3 separate regions of the Mus musculus genome follow, and regions 1 and 2 are each linked to region 3. A link is a contact called in public Hi-C data. All regions are on one chromosome and are shown on one strand. The core of a region is the stretch at or near the end of the contact, and the rest is flanking DNA. Distances in the headings are between cores, read along the strand shown.

The links. Hi-C and Micro-C count contacts between places; a contact is called where the count stands out from the background.
Region 1: a Hi-C map of nephron progenitors shows a contact between it and region 3, with 1.8 times the contacts expected there. The contact joins two enhancer-like sites. A contact is called at or near these places in 2 of 484 Hi-C or Micro-C datasets (both in nephron progenitors) and 1 of 9 other capture datasets (embryonic stem cells).
Region 2: a contact with region 3 is called in a Hi-C map of nephron progenitors, with 2.0 times the contacts expected there. The contact joins the promoter of Npy here to the enhancer-like site in region 3. A contact is called at or near these places in 2 of 39 promoter capture datasets (epiblast stem cells and stem cell-derived epiblast-like cells), 1 of 484 Hi-C or Micro-C datasets (nephron progenitors) and 2 of 115 datasets of contacts at active chromatin or transcription factors (SST interneurons and pancreatic cancer cells).

The regions. Positions count from the first base shown.
Region 1 is chr6:49,865,911-49,869,467 of GRCm38.p6, forward strand. No RefSeq gene overlaps it. Among named protein-coding and RNA genes, the nearest start is that of Npy, 45 kb to the left of the region's middle. Within about 2 kb of position 1,866, at least 4 of the 459 cell types and tissues checked have an H3K27ac peak or open chromatin away from gene starts, as enhancers often do. A contact at or near this core is called in nephron progenitors, where this site is marked.
Region 2 is chr6:49,820,681-49,824,495 of GRCm38.p6, forward strand. Npy (neuropeptide Y) reads left to right here and starts at 2,030. Exons shown (of 4, transcript NM_023456.3): 1 at 2,030-2,121; 2 at 2,918-3,105. The coding sequence starts at 2,918.
Region 3 is chr6:49,652,324-49,656,384 of GRCm38.p6, forward strand. The region is part of intron 2 of Gm31226 (a long non-coding RNA gene); the gene reads left to right. Among named protein-coding and RNA genes, the nearest start is that of Gm31226, 21 kb to the left of the region's middle. Within about 2 kb of position 2,413, at least 10 of the 459 cell types and tissues checked have an H3K27ac peak or open chromatin away from gene starts, as enhancers often do. A contact at or near this core is called in nephron progenitors and pancreatic cancer cells, where this site is marked.

The DNA.
Region 1 (3,557 bases), core at 616-3,115, 210 kb after region 3:
AGCTCAGGGCCTGACTCCACCACAGCCTCAGATCCCTGCATAGGGGACGCCACTGCAGAGAGAGGGTCACAGAACTGAAAAAAAGCAGTGTTCATCACTAACGAAAGCTCACATCCCACGGTCTTCGGCTGTGTGAGGAAAGCACTCGGACATGATTGACAGAAGGAAATGTGTGCTAACATTCAAGAGCACTTAGTGGGAAAGATACAATTAAATGGCCAATGTTTCAGCAGCGCTTTTCTGAACCTCAGTCTTAATTTGATTTGACCTTTTAAGCAAAATTACTTAGCAGATAAATTTGTCCTAAGATCGTGGACAAGAATAAGGTGGAACCACACTTACAATTAATTTCTCGCTTGCTAATATTAACTTCTTCCATATATTTTAAACCGCATTGATAGTCATTGTCCTAATGTAGAATTCTACATTTTCATATGCCTTGACTTGGAGCCTTGTATTTTAGTGGCTTCCAGCACTTATTGATGTTATAACCTCAGAACAAATCCCTTCCCTTTTTGCCTCGAGGCACTTATTCTAGCATTAGAGGGGTATCTGTTACTAAAATTGACTGTAGAGAGCTTTAAGGCAGAATTAAAATTGTGTCCCATAAACAGTTGTGCCATTTATATTTGTTAGAGGGTGGTTGCCACCTGGCTTGTTCTGCTTGTGCTTTAGGGACCTAAAGTTATAGGGCAATTTTTCTCATGGAAGTTTTTAATCAAAGTGCCAGGTCCTGTCTAAGTCATCTTGTTGAAACATGATATCTCTAACCCTGGTAGCATTCTGGGAATTTGAATGAGAATATAAATTTGTTTCATTAGGTTTTCTTATTGGTTGACCAAAAAGAAAAATTAACTTTGTGTATATCCACAGATTAAAATATTAAAAATTTAAAGGATCTTTGCCTCCAGATATAGGAGGGAAAGATGTAAATTAATTAAAAAATATCTCCTGAGACTGTCCCACGCTGTTTCTAGCTGTCAGTATAAAGACTGTGGTCAGCATAAAAGAGCATAGCCTACATCTCAAGCTCCCTGCTAGTGGGCTGAATTACCACTTAGTTCACATGATTACTATGTGGTATGCTTTAGTGCTGCCTCTAGATTTACAGATGGGGAAACTGAGGCATGTACTGCACAGGTGACTTGCCTGAGGATATGATGCCAAGATGGCTTTGAACAAAGCACCATCACGGCAGACTCTGTGCTACACTGTACTCCCAGAATTCTCTTATAGAACACAAAGATCTCACCCAACCTTTGACCAGAGACTCTAAATCCCGAAGAGTGGCAGGATGAAAGCCATGTATTTTCATGTCTCAATACCTCAGTGTTCTTTCAAAGGCTCTTCCTGCTCCTCCTTTGGGTTTTTCTGCGACCTTGTCCTAGCCAGCAGTAGGAGAGGGCACTCTGATTTAGAGGAGACATTTTTCCATGGACGCTACATGTAAGAGAAAACAAAGGGAGCCTAAAGAGAAGAAAGGCATTCAGTTCACCTTCTCTGCTTTGAACAGCTCACTGTAACAGGCCCAGATTCATTCATTTGTGATTACAGCAGCTGTACATCGCCTTCTGGTTATTTTGGCTTCTGTTAGGAGAGGCTGGTGTGGTCTTTTCATTTAGCTTTTCTCTCTCCTCTTGTTCCACCTAAAAGGACATGATGAGGCATTTTCTCGATATTCTGTAAAAAAGTCTAAGCTCTCTAAACAACCTATGCCCAGCCTGTGCTGTTGATATTGAACAATAGGAACTCACCTCTCTGGGGTAAGCACGGTTTGCTTTCTGTGATGCAAGCCAGAAGTGCTTGGTGGTTTACAGTTTACCGAGGACATCCTGCTTGGAGAGCGGCTGACGGATACCTGATAGCAGTGGGCACGGTACAGTACATTCTGGCTAGCTTGGCCTGAGAATTACTTTGATCAGTGGCATGCATCCTCTGGGCCCCAAATCAGTAAAAACCTTATGTGTCTGGGTCTTATGTGTACCCAGATTTTTTTAATGTGTTAAAGAACAAAGGAAATGCACAATAGCTTTTATGTTCTGCCTTCTGTTTTTTTCTTCAAGTTTTTCAAACTTGGATAGGACTTCAGAGTTTGTTTAGTTCAACCCCAGACTTTTCTTTGTAAAAAATGTTAGAGACATCTCTCTTCCTTTCTGTTCTGGGATGGGAGTGGTAAGTCTGTCTTGATCGTTGCAATACACCCTTCTTCTGCTGAATTCATTGAGTCCTCTATCATCTCTTGAGTATCTGCTATGTCCTAGGTACTGCTTAGCATCTGGAGTGTTAGGATGTCTTTTTACAAAGGAGATAATCATGTGCTAGAAGTGGACAAACCTCAATCAGCGTCTTAAGTCTCATGGCAACACAACGTGTGTCTTAGCTCATGTGGGTTTATGACTCTTCTGAGCTGTGATGACAGAGCTGAGCTGTTATTACAGAGAATGGGTGGCTTGAAAAGGTCAAAAAAAAAAAAAACGTACAATTTGGCCCTTCAGGAAGAAATATTGTTACATCTGATTCAGTTCCTTTCCCCGTGAGTATCCATTAAGAACAATGTTAGGAGTGGAGTTAGAGGAGGTAGCCCAGGTAAGAGCCATGCTTTACAGAACAGAATGGATGCCACCAGAAGAGGCCTGTAGCTTTCCTAACATAACAGACTACTACCACTGTGAGCACTGTACAGTCAGGATGCTTGGTGGCTGGTGAGAGTTGAGGTTGAAGTGCTCATCTGGAGAAAGATCACATAAGACAGGAAGAATGGTGTGCGGCATGGCCTCACTCAGCATCAGTACTAAGCCTTGGACTAGACCATTCCTTTACCTTGCCATCAGTGATGCTCTCATTACAAAACCTCAGGCATTGTGGGAAATCTTCAGGTATTATGAGAGATACTGAAGTAAGCTGTGGAGTACCCTTTCCATCCCCAGGTACAGATATTTATTGGCTTTCAGAATCTCCAGCAGTACTTACCATGTGACAGAACCTTGGCAATTATTGCACACATACACAATATATATTTGTGTTTATATGCATATGCACATGTATATGTGTGTATACATGTATATTTAAATATTATGTATGTGTGTGTGTGTGACCTTTTAAGCCCATTTGATGATGCTTATGTGTACACCATGTCGGGCTGATGGTTTAGGATTGGATCTACTGGGGATGCATGCCAAGTGAAAAACTGAGATCTTCCCTCTGTCAGCAGCCACTGATGGCTGAAGGCTCTTTATCTAGGGGTGGGCTTGGTGAGAACTCTGCTATTTGTGCCTGCATGTCATCTCGTGTTGTCCTTATGCAAGTCTTGCTGAGGTTGAGATGATAGATTGTTGAGATTTCCTGGATGCAGTTCCCTACCATGTCAAGAAGACACTGTCCTACCATAGGGATCTGGGCCCGCTGCCTCTTACACTCCTTCTGCCCCCTCTTCTGTGCTTTCTACGAGCTTTAGGGGCTGCATTCTAGCTGTATCCTCTGAGGTTGGGCATCCCAGTTGCTTATGCTATGAATTTTGACCAGTTGTGGATCTCTGTAACAGTCACCATCAAAAACAC
Region 2 (3,815 bases), core at 780-3,279, 170 kb after region 3:
TGGATTAAAAAAAATTAAAAGCACAGATGAGAAGCTATTGTGGAGCTGGGCTAGATATGCAAACAACTCTGTATGTCAGGAGACAGACCCATGGAGGAAGGGAACCGGGAGTAGCAGGAGAGGGCACTGTCAGAGGGATGTCAAAAGTCCAGGAGGTGATGAACCTATGTTCTTTATGGATTCGTGAATGTGTATCCAAGGGAATCTTTCAAACATCCGAAGCTTCTTAGTATATTTTATTGATAGTTTAGAAAAGCTATTACAATGAATGATCACGCATATAAATAAAAAGTCAATGAAGTTGACTTTGGAACAAAGGAGAGAGCCAGCAGCTAGGACACTGCTGCTTTGAATGACGTTTGATTTTGTTTGTTGGGGGAGAGGTTGTTTCTATGAGCTACCAATGATTTCAGGAAGCCACCAAAGGAGTTAATTGATGGAGTGGTATCAGCAGAATGTTGAGAGCTCAAGGCCAGATGATGCAGCTTGGACAACAAGGAAGAGAACAGTGTGACATCCTGGGCACACCCTCCCTTGACTTTATTTTCCAAATGCTGATGGGAAAAGTTCTTGTTTTCAAGCACCGACATTATAAAGGAAGTGAATCAGATTCCCAGAGTCCCTGCTCAAAAGTGGTGCCCCTCCCTCGCGCCCTAAGGTGTACTTTCTCCGAGATCCTGTGACTCCTGCTAAATCCAGGCTTCAACTGATGTGAATCTCTGATTCACTACAAAAATATAATTACATTATTGAACAGTAGTGTGTGCCTTCCTCCTTATCAGAGAGGACTTGTTAGATGCTTTGCCTTTTATCAAATGTCCTCATGTGGGCACAAAAGCAGCCCTGACAGCTCAGTGTTTGTGGCCCTGGTGCAGGTTTCTGACGTAGGGAAAGTGAAGTCTTCCAGCTGCGAGGGATATTGTTGTTCTGGTTTATCATTCGATCACATAGTCTCTCTCTCTCTCTCTCTCTCTCTCTCTCTCTCTCTCTCTCTCTCTCACTCTCTCTCTCTCTCTTCCTCCCTCCCTCCCTCCCTCTCTCCCTCCCTCCCTCTCTCCCTCTTATTAGTAGTCAATTTAGCACTATTTAAACAACCCGCAAAGTGACACTCAAACGAAATCATTTAGTTTAGCTTTAAAATAACGCGTAAATTCCACTTTAGCAATGGACCATTTCACTTAGATTCAAACTTCCAGGGGCACTTACTCAAGCGTACCTTGTAAAAATCCCTATCTGGTAAACATAACTTCAATATCGTTCATATTTATTCAACAAGTTTAACGCGACAAGCACACTGGTGTTGGTTTTTTAATCTGCTCCATTTCAATCTGAAAGCAAGTGCTCATTCAGACGCTAACCAAGCTCACTCGGGACTTCACAGGGTTTACAGACAGGGGTGCGAATCGCCGCCACTTTCCACTCTAGATACAGAAGCTCATGGACCGCGGGCTCCCAGTGGCAGCCTCGGGGAGTTTCTGGCTGAGGCCGAACCCGGCTAGCAGCGTTGGGGAGAGTGCTTGGGGGAGGGCCCACCTTTTGGGGAGACCAGTAGATCCAATGGGTCTATGGAAGCCACTGGGACCTTGCGGTCCCGCACACCTGCACCGGGAGCGGGAAAAACCTCGCTCGCCTGCCTCCCTCCCAGAGCGCGCAGTTATCCCGCGGGCCCCAGATATGCTCCCCAAGTAGAATATTCAGGTCCCTACAGACCCGCACGCAGAGAGCTGACAATTCCCGCGACAGGCAACCTAAGCGGTCCCGCTTCATCTCCCTAGCGGGACTCGACGGTCGGGGATAGAGAGAGGGCTCCGAGGGTGCTCACTCTTGACTGTTCCCTTCTCCCCGCAGAGCGGGCCGCTTAGAATTGGGGTGTGGGTGGCTCCAGACGCCGCCACTCGAGCGGCAGTGGCTCCAGCCTCCTCCCCCGCCGCTGGGGGCGGGAAGTGGCTGTGGGAGTCACCCGGGCGTGACTGCCCCCGAGGCCCCTCCTGCCGCGACAAGGGCGCTCCATAAAAGCCTGTGGGCGACCCGCTCTCCGCATCCCACCGGTGGATCTCTTCTCTCACAGAGGCACCCAGAGCAGAGCACCCGCCGCTCAGCGACGACTGCCCGCCCGCCACGGTGAGTGCCAGGATCAACTGGGACAGGGGCGCGGGCTCCCAGACGCCAGTGAACTTGCCCCGCAGCCGGTCCCCTGAGCTTGCTCTGCCAGCTTGACACCCAGCTCTTTGGGGCGCCTAAATTTCACTTGCTGGACTCAGGTTCTACTGTCCACCTGCCCTTCCCCGGGACCCTCCAATCTGGGCGCCCCGCCTCCGTGCCTCTTATCTTTTGAGGGTAGGGAGAAGAACCTGGGAACACCTATCCCAGGGCAGCGGTGGGGTTTTGTTTGGTTGTTTGTTTGTTTGGTTGGTTGGTTGGTTACAACCAGGAACCCAGATTGCATGTGTGCTCCTAGTGGGAGATTCCCCCAAGTATTGTCTCTAGCACGGTGAGCTCTGTTGCCTCCAAAATCCGAACTGAGCCTCTGGGTATCCGACTGTCACAGCGCTTGTAGCCACACAAATCAAAAGCAACCCAGAAGAAAAGTTTTCTCCTCCAAGGGTGATTTAGGAACGAGAGGAGAAAAGTGGTCATTCTTTAAGATAGAGGGCAGAACTTCCAATTCTGTTCTGAAAAGGGGACCTCTGCCTCTCACCAGGAGAATCGGAGGAAGTTTTCTGAAATATGTGGACGGGGCAGAAGATCCAGGTCGGGGCAAGTGGTCTTCTAAAGATTTGGAAGTGGCGCCTGCCCAGTCTGGGCTTTTATTCTAGGGTCTGGGATGGGATTAGATGAGGGTCTAGAGTGATAGCTGGAATTGGGACAAAGACGAGCAATCTCAGCATCTCCAAGTCTGAGCCTTCTGTATCCACAGATGCTAGGTAACAAGCGAATGGGGCTGTGTGGACTGACCCTCGCTCTATCTCTGCTCGTGTGTTTGGGCATTCTGGCTGAGGGGTACCCCTCCAAGCCGGACAATCCGGGCGAGGACGCGCCAGCAGAGGACATGGCCAGATACTACTCCGCTCTGCGACACTACATCAATCTCATCACCAGACAGAGGTGGGTGCATACGCGGCTGGTACCTAGAGCCGGGAAAACTTGCGGTTCTGGAGATCTTGGACATCAGGGATCATTTCTTTCTCCTTGTTCATAGGGCAGGATCAGACATAAATTCAGCTCTAGATAAATATGTGAGCTGGGTACACACTCCACAAACTGGATACATTGTCTTTGTCACTAGACTTTCTCTCCAAGACCCAAGCCCAAGGTTCAGTGCCTCTAGGCTGTCCTCTGTCTGCCACTTACCTTTCCTGCCTTTTTTGCTTACATCAGTTGGAGATTTACCCAGCACATATCTCGGGGGAAAGGCCTGCATTGGGCAGGGGTGCAGAAGTGTAAAGGTGTAGGGAGAAGAGGAACCCTGATTTAGAGTAAACAACCACAGTCAAAGAAAACCAAGGACACAATCCAGCTGTCAAAAGGGTGGAGAGATCTTTGAGCCTGCCCAGGGCAAAGGGAGTGGCTGCATTTAGGGAAATAAATAAATAAATAAATAAATAAATAAATACCATGGGCTTCTTCTGAACTAATAAAAAGGCTGACTTTTCCCATTTTATAGCAACTGAGTTCTGAAAAGAAAGTGCCCCATTAAGAAGAAACAAAAGAGAACAAAGCCTTTACATTAGGGACTCTGATGGCTACAGCTCCAACTGCCTGGGACCTGAGAGACAGACCACAATCTGTACTTTTAATGTCCAGAAAGTCAGAGG
Region 3 (4,061 bases), core at 1,163-3,662:
GGATTGAATCTGCGGCCCTTCTTCCTTCTTGCTGCATCATAACTTGGTGTCACAAGGCCAGAGAGCGTGTGCCCAAGAGAGAGGGTGGGAGCAAGAGAACGTGCAGGGAGTCAGCTTGTTCTTGCAACAAGACACGCCTACTGTGGCGGCCCCTCCTGCAACACCCAGTCTCTTCCTACAGTCCCACCTTTGAATAATAGTATGATTGAATAATTGTCAATAGGAATTGAATTTCAGAAGTGTTTTGGAGGGGATATTCAAACTGTGTAGAATATAATAATAAATTATTTCAAGCCCCTAATACAAAGTAGTTTTGCAATAGATAACAAGCACACGTGCCACTGTTGCTTTATTGGAATGCGTACCTAGCAAAGTGTCTGCTTTGGAAAAAATATTAAATTATTGAAGCTTTTAGATGGCCAAGTGAGGGGCAAAGGGCGCAGGGGAATAAAGAGAGTGGGAGAAAACCCTGAGTCCCACCAGAGTTCCGGTGCTCTGGGTGGGCAGAAGTGGAAGGACTGCCGCACGCTTTCAATGCGGCCCCGGGTGGGTGTCTGGCTGTGGGAAGCCATGTACCCCAGCTCGGAGGGGGGTGGACAAGGGGCAGTCCTAGGCACCAGGTTCCCAGCTTCGGGCATCCCATACACCGATGGACACCACAGAAGAGCTGAGAATGGAATGGGGGCGCCAGGGGCAGCTCGGTCATCCCTGGGGCCAAAGGGAGGAGAGGGCAGGGAAAGAGGGAGGTACTGGGTGGTTCCCACACAGGCAAGAGTTCTTGGTCCAGTCTGTGGCTGGAATGCAAGAAGACCTTCTGGTGGGAGGTTAGACATGGCTCATTAGGGGAAAGCCTATCCCATTGTTAAAGCACGGCGGGCCTTGATGGGCAGAGACGTTCTATGGTTTTAGAGCTTTATTGTAGAAAGGCAGAGAGAAAGAGAGAAAGTAGAAAGAGAGAGAGAGTCTGGCCATGGCCATGTGGAGATGGGGGGGGGGGAGGAAGAGAGAGAAGGAGGGCTAGAGAGGAGAGTAAGAAAGATGGGGGCTTAAAGAGAGCGAGGAGGGGCCAAGCAGTCCCTTTTATAGTGGGCTGGGCTATCAGGTAACTGTGGGTAGGAGCATACCTGGCTATAGTCAGATAACTGTGGGGGTGGAGTCTATCCAGAATGCCAGGAGCTTGGGACATTGTCTGCGTGACTGATAGTCACATACCTCTTCTGCAGGGGATGTGGGGGTGGTAACTTTGACAGGAGCCAGGGGTCCAGGAGATATGATCGAACATCTTCTGTCCCACGTAGGTGGAAATCGCCACCCACTGGATCCCCCGGAGTTCTAGATCTTTGCTCGAGTGGAGACCAGGCTGTCTGTGCACAGCCCACTGCCCCATAGTCAAACAGTTGTGAAGTTGACCCCATCTCCTAGCTTGACTATGACACATATCAACAACATATTGCATTTCACACGGTGAGGGTCCTAGGCACATTTTATTCTTCAAACTCAATGTTTTCCATGAGGATCACAAGGGATGCAGTTTGATGTCAGGAGGTTACAGGGTCATTGCCCACCTCATCCCTACCACTCCTCTTTCCAGCTTCCTCATCCTTCTGCTGCTGGGTGAGGACAGGTTTCCAGTGGACTAAGCTTGGAGTGGATTGATCCTATTCATTGTCCTGACTGCAGTGGCACTGATACAGTGGCACTTTCAGTAAGTGGCTGCTTGCCACTTTGGTTGTGTGCATTGAAGTGAACAGTCTGTCAAGAGGAGTTGGCGATGGTAGGCGCAGTTCACAGTTTTGATAGGCAAGTCTTTTACTAGAAATCCTCTTTGGTAGAATGAAGTCACTTACATTGACCAGAGCAGATGGAACCCTCATTGTTTGTATCATTTGGTGACAAACAATTTTCTCAACCAGGTAGGTGCCTTTCCTCCTCTTCTGAGACAGACTGAGTTACATCATTAACAATATTGACATTTAATTAATTTAATTAACATTAACATGAGTTACAATATTAACATTTCCTGGTACATTTGCTGGGGGTTTGTGCGCAGTGAATGACGAGGCTGTGCAGGGGCTCTGGGCTGTCGTCCTATGTTTTCAGCTCACTGACATTCTGACATCACATTTTGAAAGAAGACCCATGGCCCACTTCTGGGTCTAGATTGTTCTAGACTGGATGTTAGATATGACTTAGAGGAAAATTACCATGATGTGAGTCTCCAGGGTTCTGGCATGGAGTTTCCCCTTTCCTGGGAAGGGAGTGGAGCTTGTTTAGTATTGTGTCTGTGTGAGCCGTGCATTGCAGGCACATGTGAGCATGTGTGTTTGCCTTCCTTTGTGTGGCTCATGGAAGGCTCCAACCTGTGGACGCTGTGTGGGAACTGCGCATGCTTGTTCACTTCAGCAGCATTCAGTGCGTGCGAGGAAAGGTCTCGTCTGCTGACTGCACTGGCAGGAGCCAGAATGGCCTGTGTTACTCATCTGCATCACTGATCCTTCAGACATCCCTGTTGCCCTTGTAACTTAATGTTCCGGCCAGGCCAGTTTCTAATTTTTCAGCAAGGACAATAAATTGCTAATGATCGTTGGTCTCTCCCTATTCTTAGACTATTGCCTAACACAAAGAGACAGGCTCATTCAATTTGGAAATGTTAATAGGATGCCAAAACCATGTTCTGAGCAAATAAAGGAAGGGCTTTCTCAAATGACCGAATCATTCTTTCCACAATCAAATCCCAACTGTCCCTGTTTGTGCGGCTGAATTAAAAGATGATCTAGACTTTAAATGTATTTATTAACCTAATCATATAGTATCTGAATAAGAAGGAAAGGGATGCCTCTCCCTCAGTGAACTTCCACGATAAAGCTAAGTTTTAGAAAATGAGTTCTAACACTTGCACTCCGTTATTTGCAGAGTACAGTTTTCTGAGACTCGACACTTCCCGTGTGTGCCCATTCAGGTCATTGTTCACTTCACTGGCATGGATTTTAGTATTTACAATATTAACATTTCCTGGTGCTTCTGTCTGTTACCTTCCCTCCTCCCATTTGTGTGGTATGTCACTCCCGACTGGGATCCTCCCATGGAAAGTGAGGGAAAGCTGAATTGACATCAGCTGGTTTTGAAACCTGTGAGCAATTAACCTCCGTGCCAAAAGGAATACTTAACATAATTGTCCGAAAGTTGGGGTGCCAAGCTGTGGCATTTATATTGTTAAACAACATTCCCTCTGGTCTCTGATGCTGATGATCCCTTGTTGTTTTGATTCCCTTGTATGGGGACCTATGGGGTTAAGATCTTCTAGAATACTCAAGAAGGAAATTGCTCTCCTTTCCTGAGAAATTTCCTTTATCTCTGTAAAGACCTTATTTGTACAGCCATTTACTGTTTTGATAATAAGAAATAATTAACTAGTGATTCATCGTATTCTTTGATTTTGTTGGAAGTGTTGCTTGCAATGCTTTAATAACTTTTAGATTGTAATTAACTTAATGTGTATGAGTGTTATACCTGCATGTGTATTTCTGCAGCAGGTGCTGTCTGGTGCTTGAGGAGGCCAGAAGAAGGTGATGGGGCCCTTGGAATTGGGCTACAGACAGCTATGGACTTCCATGTGGGTGCTGGGTATCAAACCTAGCTCTTCTGCAAGAGCAGCCAGTGCTCTTAACCACCGAGCTGAGTCTCCAGCCCCTCCATTTGTAACATTAACAGAGATTTGGCAACGGTACAGACACTTAGTAGATTAATTATCTCTTCTATACAGTGGGTCCCTATTCCTACTCACATGCATATGTCTGTCTGTCTGTCTGTCTGCCTGCCTTTGTATCTGCCTGCCTGCTTGCCTGCCTGTATCTGACTCTGTCTTTCTCTCTTTGGGAAAATATACATTGTGTTCAGATCTCTGTCCTCTAGATGGGATTTTTCTATGGGATTTGGTTTATTTTCTAATGTCTCAGGCCAGTACCCATTGGTTATGCTTGCTATTTGCTCTCTCCGAGTTCTCTTATCTGTAGCATGCATGACTCCTTCTGAACTGTAGTTGAATTATTTGTGACTATGTT